Regions from separate parts of the Mus musculus genome. Here regions 1 and 2 are each linked to region 3. Evidence: chromatin contacts called from public HiChIP or PLAC-seq and promoter capture Hi-C data. All regions are on one chromosome and are shown on one strand. The core of a region is the stretch at or near the end of the contact, and the rest is flanking DNA. Distances in the headings are between cores, read along the strand shown.

Evidence for each region. Promoter capture Hi-C pulls out the DNA fragments that hold promoters and counts their contacts. HiChIP or PLAC-seq counts read pairs in DNA pulled down with a chosen protein or histone mark.
Region 1: an HNF4G HiChIP or PLAC-seq map of pancreatic cancer cells shows a contact between it and region 3. The contact joins the promoter of Smtn here to the promoter of Rasl10a in region 3. A contact is called at or near these places in 1 of 39 promoter capture datasets (pre-B cells) and 1 of 115 datasets of contacts at active chromatin or transcription factors (pancreatic cancer cells).
Region 2: a contact with region 3 is called in a promoter capture Hi-C map of pre-B cells, with 3 times the contacts expected there. The contact joins the promoter of Zmiz2 here to the promoter of Rasl10a in region 3. A contact is called at or near these places in 3 of 39 promoter capture datasets (embryonic stem cells, liver and pre-B cells), 2 of 115 datasets of contacts at active chromatin or transcription factors (pancreatic cancer cells and stem cell-derived neural progenitor cells) and 2 of 9 other capture datasets (adipose tissue and pancreatic islet).

The regions. Positions count from the first base shown.
Region 1 is chr11:3,535,883-3,540,618 of GRCm38.p6, forward strand. It overlaps Smtn (smoothelin), which reads right to left and starts at 3,410. Exons shown (of 20, transcript NM_001284427.1): 1 at 3,230-3,410; 2 at 1,441-1,554. The coding sequence starts at 1,491. It overlaps Gm11946 (a long non-coding RNA gene), which reads left to right. Exons shown (of 6, transcript XR_001780145.2): 2 at 1-728; 3 at 889-3,833; 4 at 4,558-4,736.
Region 2 is chr11:6,392,199-6,396,604 of GRCm38.p6, forward strand. It overlaps Zmiz2 (zinc finger, MIZ-type containing 2), which reads left to right and starts at 2,927. Exons shown (of 19, transcript NM_028601.3): 1 at 2,927-3,090; 2 at 3,370-3,480; 3 at 3,560-3,674; 4 at 4,034-4,236. The coding sequence starts at 3,431.
Region 3 is chr11:5,055,257-5,059,575 of GRCm38.p6, forward strand. It overlaps Rasl10a (RAS-like, family 10, member A), which reads left to right and starts at 2,872. Exons shown (of 3, transcript NM_145216.4): 1 at 2,872-3,268; 2 at 4,177-4,301. The coding sequence starts at 3,050. It also overlaps a transcript of Gas2l1 not described here.

The DNA.
Region 1 (4,736 bases), core at 2,160-4,659, 1.5 Mb before region 3:
CACGAAGCCGGAGGGTGGGACCCTCACAGCTCCAGGCACAGCAATGGCGCGCACGGGCGCGGTGAAGCCCGGGGCTGGAGTGGGCCTGGGGCCGTGGAGACGAGACAGGGTTGGGTCTCCCTTGTCCTTTGCTCCCAGGCCCGGGGCTGGGAGGAAGCACGTCCGGCAACTACTGCTTCTGTTTCTCCTCTAACAGCACGTTTCCCAGCTTCCAAACCTTGCATGAATGGGGTCTGATGGGAGTGCGTGAACACTCAGCGTGGCTTTTCCTATGGAAAACATGAAGACTCTGACTTGAGGGACGGCGAAGGTGACCGGTGGGCATCTTTGGAGACCCAATCCCATCTCCTGGCAGCAGAGAGCCTGGAGTGGCTGCCCTTGGCAGTGGTGCAGGATGAGGTTAAGGTTCTTGCCCCAGGACACACAGGCCAACCTCATAGGAGAGGTCAAGGCAATTAGACCAAGTGGCTCAAGCCTCTGCCTCTAGGGGAAAGGATTGGTGGTGGTATGGGTCACTTGTAAGGAAAGTAAAGTCTATATAATTTTTTGCCCTTGACAGAGAGCAGGGTCTGGTTGGTGGGGCTGTGGCCCCTCTCCCCACGGCCTACAGCAGGGCCTTGCTGGTGGACGCATATTACTGCTCTGCTGTGTTGGCCCACTGCCTCTGTGTATGGGAGGAGGAAGACCTTGAGTGGAGTGGACCAACCCAGTCTCTATCCCAAAGTCAGGTCCATACCAATTCACCCCTTTCTAACGCTGGCAACCTATATTTTGTATCACACCCCCCACACCACCCCTTTTCTTTTACAAGAAGCCAAAGCTTAAAGTAGAAAATGACAGACAAGACATCACAGAACCCATTAGGACCCACATTCTATCTCTCTACAGGTTCTTCTAGCCTTTCCCATGACTCTGGGTATCCCAAGACTTCCCCCCACCCCCGGAGTTTGGACCCTAATAAAGCTTTTAGCCTGGAGCGTTTGGGTATGTGGTTTCCCCACACAGAGGGGCAGTATGCGGGTGCTGCATCTGTGACCTGTCAGATACTGTGCTCAGCACCCAGCAGTTGTTCTCTGGTTTGTTACTCATTGCTGCCCATTATCACTGGGCAGGCCTACAGGAGTGGGCAGTGCCCATGCTGCTAGGAAGAGGCAGATCCAGCCTTCCCACACCTATAGCAGCCCATGGGTGAGTCCCAGCAGTTACTGTTTAAACAAGAGATGACAGTTGGGGGTGGGTAGGTACCAGGTCTCAGCACCTGACATGGACAGGAACATGCCACAAGAGCCTCTGGAGCAGCCAAATGGAACCAACCTGGCGCTGTTCCCTGAGCCTCTCCTCCAAACCCCTCCCCCTCCTTATGTACTGAGAAGTACATAAGAAGTGGCCTACATCCCTGGGTTGGCCACCCCACAGTACAGTAATAGAGCTACTTATTACCAGTTTTCGGAGGGCTCCTTCATCCAGCCCAGCTAAAGCCTCGTCTGCCATCTTGCTGGCCCCTAATTCCTTCAGTATGTCAGCTCCCGCCAGGTCCTGGTGGCACTCAGAATTCTGCAAAAGGCAGACATGAGTTAGGTTGCTGAAGATTTTGTAGAAATCTCGGTCCCCTGGGGTTTATGCCTCTGTTGCCCTCTTTAGCCCATAAGCGTTCATGTCTTTCCTGTCCTACCCTGACATGTGGCTCCTGGCTGGGAACTGTCCTCTGCCCCAGGGTATTTTGCTGAAGAAAAAAAAAAAAAAAAAACCTCACCAAACCAAGAATAGGTGTTTCTGTTTCAGCCTTACCAGCTTGGCTGCCAGTCTGCCCTGTGGTCTAAGTTGACATCCTGACTAAGCCCCACACAAGAAGGGCCTGTACCTAGATGGAGAAGAGGACTCAGCAAGGCCCACCAAGCCATGCTTACCACCAGGGGGTACACGCCAGTCTCTAGTTACCTGCCATACCCACTCACCTCTAGGGGCCACCGAGCCTGCCCCTCCACCCACCTCCACAAGCTGGGCGTCTGGCTGTGGGCTGAGCCCATATCCAATTCTTACTAAGACTGTCATTCCCACAGGTATGGGAGCTACCTGTGTCTGGCAGTTCTTGGAGCCAGCCTTCAGTTTTGACTCCTTTCCTCCCTGATGTCAGCAGACCTGACCTTGGGGAGCCAGGTGTCCCTCTCTCCCTGTCCATTCACACACTCAGAATTCACTCACAGTTCACTTTCCAACTGGAAGGGCCTTGGGAAGCTGACCCACCCAACCTCTGGACTTCAGGCAAACTGAGAGGATGGGAGATGGTCAAAGATTCATCACAGGGGGTCAGAAAAACTCAGACTCAAAGGGCAGAAAGAACCTAACACAAATCTTGGTGACTTCTGCCTTCTGAAGTCCCCTTCCAAGATGCTGCCCAAGACTCCAGGCTGTTTGTTTCTTGTTCAACCACTGACCGTCAAAATGGATTCCTAAATCTGGTGCCAGTCTCTAGCCCAAATCACTCCTTCCTGGAGTCCCCAGTGTCTCTGGAATTTGTGGTTCCATGGTCTAGCACACCTGGATGTTTTGCTAATGTGGTGACTGAAATGGCCTCTGGACCCCCCACCTCCATTGATTCATCCCGAAATCATCCACTCCCTCTCTACAACAGTCACTTGGTGTGAGTCACCCCATCCGGTGAATGGGTCTGGGGGAGTCCCAGTGCGCACTAGTTGGAGTTGGAAGGCACTGCTAGAGTCTTTACCTCCTAGTCTAGATACTCTGTCTGGGGTAACTACCCCTCCCCAGTGCCCAATCTTAAGTATTGTGGACATGCTATGCTTCTTCATGTTGGGTAAGGGTGTTGTTAGTTCCAAACCTAGGTGATACTCGGGACTGTCTGCTCAGAAATTCCTGCCACTGCTTGCCACCATTCTCATGGCTTCATGCTACAGAGTTTTCAGTCCTGGGGATTGTTAAGGCCCTGCGAGAGATGGGTCAGGATCTGGGAAAGATTCCTCGAGGTATCAGCTCCCTATAGATTAGTGTCTCTGGGGATCGAGAAGCCTCTTCCAAGTCCATAGAGTCTCTTCAAGACTCTTTCCCCAGGGTCTCAGAACTTCAACCATGTGTCTTTGGAGTTCTCGTGATTTGGCTAGGGTTCCCGGACCTGGGAGTTTCAGAATCCCTGTCCAGACATCCAGGTTTCACACCCCCTTCCCCGGACTCATCCGGACTCCTAGAGTAGACCCGAGATCCTCATACCCACCTCTCAGTCCGGCCCGCCGTTCCGGCGCAGTTTCGTGTTAGTTTGGTCGGGACCCGGTAGATGCAGTAGAGACCGGCAGACCGACGGGAGGAGCCGCAGCCCAGGAGCCCAGGCCGGTTCAGCAACGTACCCTGGACTCTGCTGCAGACGCCTGTCCCGCGGCGCCAGCCAGATGGCTGGCTCCGCCCTGCCAAGCTGTCCCAGCCAATTCTCTGTTGAGACACGCCCCTGCTCTGGTCCCATTGGGAAAATTCAATTTTTTAGGACCCGCCCCCAAAAGACTCCAGCCCCTCACTGTACAGGCATGTTGGGTATTGTAGTTTTGGGGACTGCTGTTGCGAGGTCCTAGACATCCTCGGGTGGGCTTCACCAGGATACAGGCTCTAAGCCAAAGTCCGGAATGTGCCACAAACCGGGCAAATAAGTATCTTGGGATCCTGTAAGCCCTGAGCGGTCCTGACAGCCCCTCCCTGCCCTCCTTTTTGTTCTTGAGACCACATCCTTTCTCCGGACTCCACCCACTAGGCGCCTTAGTACACAGACTGCCCAGTCAACTCAACGCTCAAAGGGCGCTTTCGGGACACCTGGTCTGTGCCACCTCAGGGTAAGGAGACTGGGTGACCAGCAGCATTTTGACAATTATTGAGTCGCCCAGGACATCTGAGATGGAGCAGGATCAATCATATCGTACCTTCCTTGCTCATATATGTAGCATGCTCTCCCAAATTCTTTAAAGTCTGCCTCTGAGACCCCCGAAGTTCTAAATAGGGAGTATGAACCTCGCAACTCAACAAATGGGGGAAACTGAAGATCCCAAGGAGACAATACAAAGAGTCAACCAGGAGACCCAAGAGCTCAGACCCTGGAGGGAAAGCTTCCCTGTCATCCTGGAGGCTGTGGAGCCGCCCTACTGGTCTTGCCTAAGAAAAAAGTAGGGTGGAGCCTGGGCAGATAAAGTCTGGAGTCCAGCTTGATAAATAAAAACTGTAAATCAAATAAAAACCATAAAAGCACCAACGTATTTCTTGTGTGTGTGTGTGTGTGTGTTGTGTGTTGTGTATCAGATTATAATATCCATAACAACTTAATGAGATTTGACTGTTCCCTTATACAGATGAGACAAAAGCCTATGGGTAATGGAGTCGAGGTTCATCCCACCTAGCAGGGATTCTAATCTCTGCTAACACTATAATGTGGAACTGAGGTAGGGCTGAGCTGGCTCCTGTAGTCTCTCAGAGAGCTCCAACTCAGATTTCTCCAAGACCAACCTTTACACACCCAAAGAGAGGACCTGTGTCCATTTAAAGTCTTTTTGTTTCCTCCCACAGCCCCAAGAGGTGGTCCTCTCACCTTATATATTGGAAAATAAGACCTAGAGAAGGAAGCCCCTTGCGGGGGAGGCAGAAGAAATGCGCCAAACCGACGAAGACGCCGGCTGTGGAGGTTTCCTAGTCTTCCCTACCTGAGTGGGAAGCCGATTGCTCCAGTGAACCGCCTGCTCGCGCTG
Region 2 (4,406 bases), core at 1,677-4,176, 1.3 Mb after region 3:
CCCTTTTGCCTGTGTCTCCCAGTTGCTGTGATTTTATGTAGGCGCCAGCACACAAGGCTAGTCTAGAACTCATCATCTAATCAAAGCTGGCCTTGACCTCCTGATCCTCATGGCTCTACCTCCCTAGTGCTAGGGTTGTAGGCATGGGCCACCATACCTTGGTTTGGCTAAATGTTTTATTGTGAGATAATTGTAGCTATCTCCAGTTGTAACAAATATCACAGAAAGTTTCCTTGTATCTCTACCTAGTTTCCTCCAAATGGTAACATTGTGCAAAACTGTAGTAAAATATCACTCTGGGACCAGCACATTGCTACAATCAGGAGGAGCCTTTCTGTTGTGGATTTATATTCACATCCATCTTCTTTCTGCTGAAGTTACAGACCTGGAAGGTCATCCCCCACCCTCATTCAATCCCTGGCCACTATTAACCTGTTTACAGTTTTCCTAATTTTGGCAGATGATGGAATCATACCATATAGCACCAGTAATTGGCTTTTTGTACTCAGCACAGTTTCTGGAAGATTCATCTAGAATAGGCTGTAGTGCGTTAGCAGTAGTGTGCACCTCTGGCATCTGGGCTGTTGGTGTCCTGCACTGAGGGAACTTTCTTTCGTTGAAGGACACCTGGGCCGTTTCCAATCTTTGGCTGTGACAAACATTTGTTTGTAGGTTGTTCTATAAACATAAGTTGGCATCTCTGAGTTATATGTCCCAGAGTTGAGTTGCTGGGTTGTGCTGTGGTAGCTGCACACTCGGGTTTATAAGAAATAGCCAGACTTCCAGAGTAGCTGTGCCTTCCATTTTACATTCTCGTGAGAGATACATGTGGGGTCTAGTTCCTCTTTGCCAGCGTTTTATGATGTCACTTTTTATCTTAGCCGTTCTCCTTTAATCTGTTTCCTGACAGGATGCTAAGCACTTTTCCTTGAGTTATTTTACCATTTATGTTTTCTTTGAAGAAGTCTATTCGTGTGTTTTGCTGATTTTCTATTTGGATTTTGTTTTAATAATAATTTAAGCTGGGCAGTTGTGGCGTACAACTTTAATCCCAGCACTAGGGAGTCAGATGGATCTTTGTTAGTTTGAGGTCAGCTTGGTCTACAGAGCAAATTCCAGGGTAGCCAGGGCTACACAAAGAAACCCTGTCACAAAAACAATAGCAATAATAATAATAATTTAATAATTTGTTATATATTTTAGGTGCTATGCTGCCTTTTTTGGAACAGTTGTAAGCATTTCTTCCAGCTTGTATCATATCTTATAATTCTTTTAGCAGATCTTTCACAGAAAAGTTTTTAATTTTATTTTATGGATCAAATTTAGATTTGGTATCAAATCTAAAAACTTTCTGCTCAGCCTGGATCCTGTGGAGTTTCTTTGATATTTTCTTAAACATTTTATAGTTTGTATTTTACATTTAAACCTAGGACCTAGTTCATTTTGGTATATGCTGTGACTCGGTTGTTGTTGTTACAGTAGTGAGGCTCAAACTCAGAGCATGACGTGTGTAAGCACACAGGGCAAGTGCTCTGCCATTAAGCTACATCTAGAGATGCTCCCACCCCCGTCATATTTTGTGTCTGAAGTTTTTTGTTTACTGGTAGGCTCTAGTTGCTCGTGTACCACTTGTTAGAGATGTCCTTCCTCCACTGAATTGCTTTGGTGTCTCTGGGAGTATTTGTGTGGCTATTTTCCCATCTCTTCTCTTTTCCATTAAGTCGTGCTTTTGTCTTGATTCCTGTTCCTATTTCCTGACATCCACATGGTTGTTCCAGACCCCACATGTCAGATCTTGGGAGGAGTTCTTCCCACCAGGTCAGCTGCCAGGATCCAGCAGGAGCAACATAGATGCCAGCCTCTGCTGCCAGTCTGGCACATTCTGTCTCCAGCTGCCTAGGCAGGACCTGGCCTGGGCTAGAATCAAGTGTAGTTGCCTCTGAGGGCCAGGGGACAGAGCCTGTGGATGAGGTGGATGAGGTTTCTCTTCCCTGGTAGCCTGGTGCTGGGTGTGAGAAGGATCTCTGGGAGCCTAAGGCTGCCCAGGCAAGGGCAAGTCACAGTCCCCTTTTCTCTCTTTCTCTTATCCGTTCTGGGGCTTTGTGTGTGTAGCCCTGCCCTGCAGAGCCTCCAGGTCTGTACTGAGCCCTGAGTGGTAAGCACAAAGAAATGTTTGTTCCAGAGCTGAGTGGGTGCTGCGATACCCCTCTCTCCCCTAGACAAGAGGCTTGTGAGTGCTGAGTGGAAGATGGAAATCACCAGATCTGATAATGGTTCAAAAGGTATGTGTGGCAATCACACAGCCCCTACCAAGAGAGGGTTTCAGACAGGAGCACCCAGGCCTTCCCAGAGGTCCCTGAGAAGTGCCCAACACATGGCTTGTGTGCCATTCTGGTGAGACCAAGCAGAGGTAGGCACGCATGTGGTCCAGGGTATATTAGGACCTGAGTGGATGAGGCACTGAGAAAGGCAAGGAGTGGGAGTCTTCTGTACCAGTCGCTGCTCTTACCTGCTGTTGCCTCCCTGTCCACCAGCCACTGCTACGGTTTTCTAAGAATGAAGCCCAGTTGGTCCCATCTTGTAGATGTGCGTTAGCATGGTCTGGCTTTGTGACTACCCCCCACACCTGCTGTGCTGTGTGTGTCACTGCCATGTTGGGAATTCACAAGTGTCACAGATGGGTCTTTGGGGGGGGGCAAGATGTCCACTTGACCATATACTTAAGGTCATATTTGTCTCAGGGGTGTGTGTGTATGTGTGTGTGTGTGTGCACCTACATGCATGCATACATGCACGCACGCGCGCGCGCGCACACACACACACACACACACACACACACACACACACACACGCCTGCTCCCCTCAAGTCGTCTGGATCAGCTTGAAGGTCCTGTGACCTGAAGCCCTTCTGCCACCCTCTTGATAGGAGAGAGCTGCCAACCAGGGGCTGGGTCAGTGCCTGTGTCCTGTGTCAGCCGTGTCGGTACAGCCACCCTAAGGCCAACCTGGTGGATGGACTGCCGTTGTACATCTGCTGCCTGACTTTTCAGCATCTGCCTCAAAGAACACTCAAGCTCTGCTCCTTCTCAGGTCTCTGGGCTCCGCAGGGTGGGGGCTACCCCTCTGACCTTCTCCAGGGCCTGCTGAGGGTTCCTGGCTTCCTATGATTTATATGGGAAAGGGAATGTGGGAAGTATTTGATATCAGAAAGCCCTTTCCAGGGTTGATCCAATGGCTTAAGATGACAGAGCCCTTGTTAGAGTTGCTTTGCACTGCATTCTGGGCTGACATTTGCCAACGCTACTACCCTGGCTTTGTCCGTGCTACCATGAGCATCTAAGCTCCTGCCTTCTCCCTCCTGTCCCGCAGCCGGAGCAGCAACTCCCGGATAAGCTCCAGCACATTGGGCCTGTAGGCTGCTCCATCACCAATGAACCCCATGAACCCCATGAAACCCGCCCTGCCCCCTGCACCACACGGGTGAGTGTGGGCTTCTGTGGCCTGCCTCTAGCAAGCCCTTGGCCTTCTGACCCTGCCTTAACCAGCTGCTCTCTTTTAGTGATGGTTCATTTGCATATGAGTCTGTGCCTTGGCAACAAAGTGCCACTCAGCCAGCTGGGTCACTGTCTGTGGTCACTACTGTGTGGGGAGTTGGCAACGCAACCCAGAGCCAGGTGAGTGTGTATCAGGGCCACCCCACTCCCACCCCCACCCCCCAGCCCTCAGGATCCAGAGTCTTGGTGGTGCCTCTACCATCTTAGGGCTCCAAGAACCAGGGACCAAGCGGACTGTCTGAAGCACAAGGATGGGGCTTCCTGAGGGTCTCAAGTCACTAGGTGCCTTTCTTCTGTACTACCATGGGATGTCTTCCCCTGGCTCCAGAGACCCTTCCAGTCAGAACTATAGACAACCACTCCTGCCACCCAGGTCCTCCCCCATTTGCTGGGCATCTCTTGGCATCTAGCACTTTAGGGCTGTGTCTTAAAGACAGTAGTTTGGCTGGTTCTCTCTGGTGACTCCCACTTCCTTGTAGGTTTTAGGGAACCCCATGGGCCCTGCAGGAAGCCCCCCTGGTGGTTCCATGATGCCTGGTGTGGCAGGTGGCAGCTCTGCCTTGACCTCCCCGCAGTGCCTGGGACAGCAGGCGTTTGCTGAAGGAGGTGCTAGCAAGAGCTACGTACAGCAAGGCGTGTATGGCCGAGGGAGCTACCCTGGGGGATCCAGCTTCACTACTGGGTAAGCCAGTGACTTGAAACCATCAGCCTGTCAGTCCTGCAGAAGGGTTGGATGTTGCCTGCTCCTCCCCTACTGTCTCTAGTAGCTACAGTGGAAGTTCTGTTGAGAATGGAAGAAGTGAGTGGAGGGAGGGGAGAGAAAATTAAAAAAAATAAAAAAGAATGGAAGAA
Region 3 (4,319 bases), core at 1,622-4,121:
CCACCATCTTGCCTCCACATTTACATATAAAATGGAATTCTTTTCTCTGTACAGATTTTCTTTCCCCAGCCTCAAAGGTTTCCTCTTTGTGTTATCCCATTGAGTCCCACAACAACCCTGTGAGGTCCAGACTATTATTTAATAACTCGTTATCTTATATGTCTATTTTGCGACAGGGCCTTGCTCTGCAGTCCTTCATCCTCTGGAGTCCCTGCTGCCCCCATCAGCCTGTTTATTGTCCCTTTTGGTGGAAACCAAGGCTCTGAGAGCGTAAGCAGTTTGCATAGATGGCATAGCTCTGGGAGGAGGGCTCGGCCTCACCTCAGTGCCTGATGTCCGTGAAATCCCATTTTCCCTTCAGGAAGCTGACTGGCCACCAGGGATGTGGTTGTAATGAGGACAACCTCATGCCAGGTGTCTGAGCAGTAGAGGACTCCCATCTAGACCTCAGGGAGGTGAGTAAGTGCTGGGACAACTGGTGTCATGATAACAGGTAAGCCAGCATGTATCCTCGGAGAACCCTGGCAAAAAGCCCCTGGAGCTGGTACAGCGCTGAGCCCCAGGGAAAGACTGCCAGGCTAGCCAGGAAGAAGCTATGTTGGTGCAGGTCAGCAGGGTAGATCTGAAATATGTCACTTTATGAAGATGGAGAGTGACCTTCAGATTGCTGCCTGAGAGGCAAGGGCAGGAGGAGCCTGCTCCCCAGCCAGGAACCTGTTCAGCTGCCACCCAGCCTCTGAAGCCATCTGAAACGTCCTCGTTTCTCAGGGTTTAGCTTAGGTGACATGACAGTGTCCTCAAACCCTTCTCTGGGCCTCCCTCCATCCTTTAACGCTCCCCCAACCTGCCACTGTCAAGCAGCCCAGACTCCCGCTTCCTCTTTCTGCTTCTTTGGGTTTTCCTCAAAGGCCGAGGGGCAGGAATGGCCTGATGGACCCTAAGGCAGACGCACTGCATCCCACGGAGCCCAGAGGGGCAGATGGCCCAGCTCAGGGCGCGACCACACCAGCCTGGATAAGTGGGATCTGCTGTTGGTAACTCTGTTCCAGGGATGGCGTCTTCCACAGCACGGGAGTTAGGCATACTGCTGCACATATGTAATTCAGGTACTCGAAGGACTGGTGCAGGAGGATTAAAACTTTGAGGTCAGCCAGGCATACTAAATGAGACTGTTCAAAAGCTTTGAAGTCTCGCTGGGGCCCAGAGCTTCCTCACCCACAATCCTCTTGCAACTCCCAAGAAAGCCCCGGCGTGGCCGCTCTGCTAAGAAAGAGAACTCTGGAGCCGGGCCTAGGCACAGGCAGCCCCAGCGAGACCAGCCAGGCGGTGTCTGCCTTGTCCTGCTGTGTGAGGAGAGGAAGGGGCTGAGTTTATCCACTCCTTTCTGTTTCTGGAAGCGAAAAGCAGCTCACAAACCCCAGAAGCCTGGAAACCTGTAAATGGAACAGAAGTCATTCTAGGGGAATCTCAGCAAGAGGGGGGAGGGGGGAAAGCCAGCTGTCGCTACTCTGAATTTAAAGACCTAGAATATCCCTAGTGGCTGAAAGGGGGAAGAGAGGTGGGGGTGGGGGTGGTGAAATCAGACCAGGCCCTAAGTCTACCTGGGGAAGAGGACTAGACATTAGTGTTAAGGAATACCTTCCAGCTGCTGTCACCTGTTCCCCGCGGGAGGGTGTGCCTCCTTCCCCCTTGACGGGCTAGTTTCTCCTGCCCTTCCTTCCACTTAATTCCTGGCCAGGTAGACATATTATCAATGCCTTTAGAGGCCTGGATCTAAGTATTTCTAGAGCCTTCTCTCCTAAGGGAGAGGAGACAGTTCTTTTTCCTTTTGGCTCCATTTCAGCATTCTGGCCACCTGTTAGACTTGAAGCATTCGTTGAATGAGTGAGTCTTGTTCAATGCCGGGTGCCTGCATTTCACAGTACCTGGGTGGAGGGCAGAGGCCTGGGAACTCCTCCAGTGTGTGGAGACTGGAGGGCCGGACGGAGGTTGGGCAAACCCAGACTTTCCGAACCCTCAGAGGAGCTTCCGAACTTGTCCAGGGAAGAGGGCATGGTGCACCCCTGGGACAGACTCTGGGACAGACCCGTGGATCTGTTTCTTCGCCTCCAACCTGTTGGGGCAGTGACTGGGGGCTGAGTTGCTGAGCAGACTTCTGTGCTGGGCTCAAACCCTTCTGTCTCCACTCCCCACCCCCTCTGGGCTGGTCCTTTGAAACAGTGTTCTTCTAGTCGTTTGTCCTTGTAGGTGTAATGAAAAGTGGCCCGCAGGCCCGGGACGGAGTCCCAGTGTCCTTCTCACTTTGAGATACCTCTCCAGGGTCTCAGTTCCCTCCTCCTTAAACCACGAGTACCCAGGTTGAGGCTGCGGTTCGAAGATGATGCAGGGGAGAGCCCAGAAAAGGAGTTGGTGCCCAGGGTCTCACAAAACAGGAGGAAGCTTTGAAGCCATCGGCCTTTGGTGGACAACCGGGATGCAGACAAAAAGTCCAATGCGACGATTGGCCCAAGGTCATTCAACCAGGACTGGGTCTGACCCCAAGTGGCCTGATTCTAAGAGCCTGGGCTTGGTCAACAGCCAGGTTGCAGCCAGCGGTGTTGGAGGAACAGGGAGGTGGCGCCCAGCGGCTTCGGTTTTGAAACGGTTGAGGGAAGCTGACTGCCACCTGGGGAACCAGGCTTTAACAAGGCGACCCGCCTGGCAGTCACTGGGCCGCGACCCTCCCCGGGAGGGGCGGGGCGGACAGTTACCTCATCGCCGCCTCCGGGAGGCCCCGCTCGCTTGCTCGCCCGCGCGGCCGACTGGGGCGGCGGCTCCCGGCGCCGGAGCGAGAAGGGGACGGAGCTGAAGGTGGGGGCGGGTCTGCACCGCACCGGGTGCACTCTTCCTGCGGAGCTGCGGGTGCGTCCGCCCGCTCGATCCTCAGGCCTGGCCTCTTGTGGCTGAGGTGCTGTAGGCGACGCGATGCGGGTATCCCGGGCCGGGCAAGCAAGGCGCAGAACGGGCTCATGAAGCTCCCCGGTGCCAGGCGCGGGAGCGCGGGCCAGCCATGGGCGGCAGCCTGCGGGTGGCTGTTCTGGGTGCTCCGGGAGTGGGTAAGACCGCCATCATCCGCCAATTCTTGTTTGGTGACTATCCTGAGCGCCACCGACCCACGGACAGTCCCTGCCTCTACCGACCCGCGGTGCTGCTCGACGGCGCGGTCTACGACCTGAGTATCCGCGATGGTGACGTCGCTGGACCCGGCTCAAGCCCCAGAAGTCTTGAGGTAGCGGTTCGAGGGGGCCAGGGGTGTGTGTACACTTGGTGCCCATGTGTACTGATCCAGGGCGCCCGAGCCCGTTCTGGGATTGAAGTGTGTGTGTCTAGGTAGTTTGCATACGAGCTTCCTGCGCTAACCTGTAGGTGCCCTGTGGCTGTTTCCTCTCTCTCTCTCTCTCTCTCTCTCTCTCTCTCTCTCTCTCTCTCTCTCTCTCTCTCTCTCTCTTTTGTTTTTGTTTTTGTTTTTTTCGAGACAGGGTTTCTCTGTGCAGTGCTGGCTGTCCTGGAATTCTCTCTGTAGACCAGGCTGGCCTTGAACTCAGAAATCCACCTGCCTCTGCCTCTCAAGTGCTGGGATTAAAGGCGTGCGCCACCACGCCCGGCTCTGTGGCTGTTTCTTGTCTTCTTTGCCTGCCTAGGCTGGTGTCTGGGTCAGTGTGTGGCACAGCTTGAGCTGAGCCGCGCCGCTGTGACAGACTGGACCAGACACAGGAGTACCCTTTCTAGAGGGGGCCACCGCACCCTCAGACTCCCAGTCTTTGGCGCTGCATTCATTTCAAAGCTGGCATTTGAGCAGCACCTGGGAGGCTAAATGAAGTTTTGGTGAAAGAAGCTGTAAGAATATTGCAAGGGGGAAAGAGCAGCAAGAGACAAGCCAGAGGCTTCACCTGTACAGCTGCACCAGGACAGTCAGTTACCATCTGTCAGCCGGTGGACGGCAGATCCCAGGCTCTGAGGCAGTAGGAGCATAGTAGGTTGACGGGTGGCCCAGGAAGTAGGAGGGCTAAGGACTGACAAGATCCAAGCACGGCTGGGAAGTCTGGCCTGTGGGAGGGCGCGTCCCATCCGGAGTATTGCTGGGAGGTGACGGGGAGTGAGGTTGAATTGGAGTAAACCCCAGCCTCTACCCTCTAGGAGTGGCCGGACCCTAAAGACTGGAGCTTGCAGGACACAGACGCCTTTGTGCTGGTCTACGACATCTGCAGCCCCGACAGTTTCGATTATGTTAAAGCCCTGAGGCAGCGTATAGCAGAAAACAGGTGAGGGCTTGACTGGAG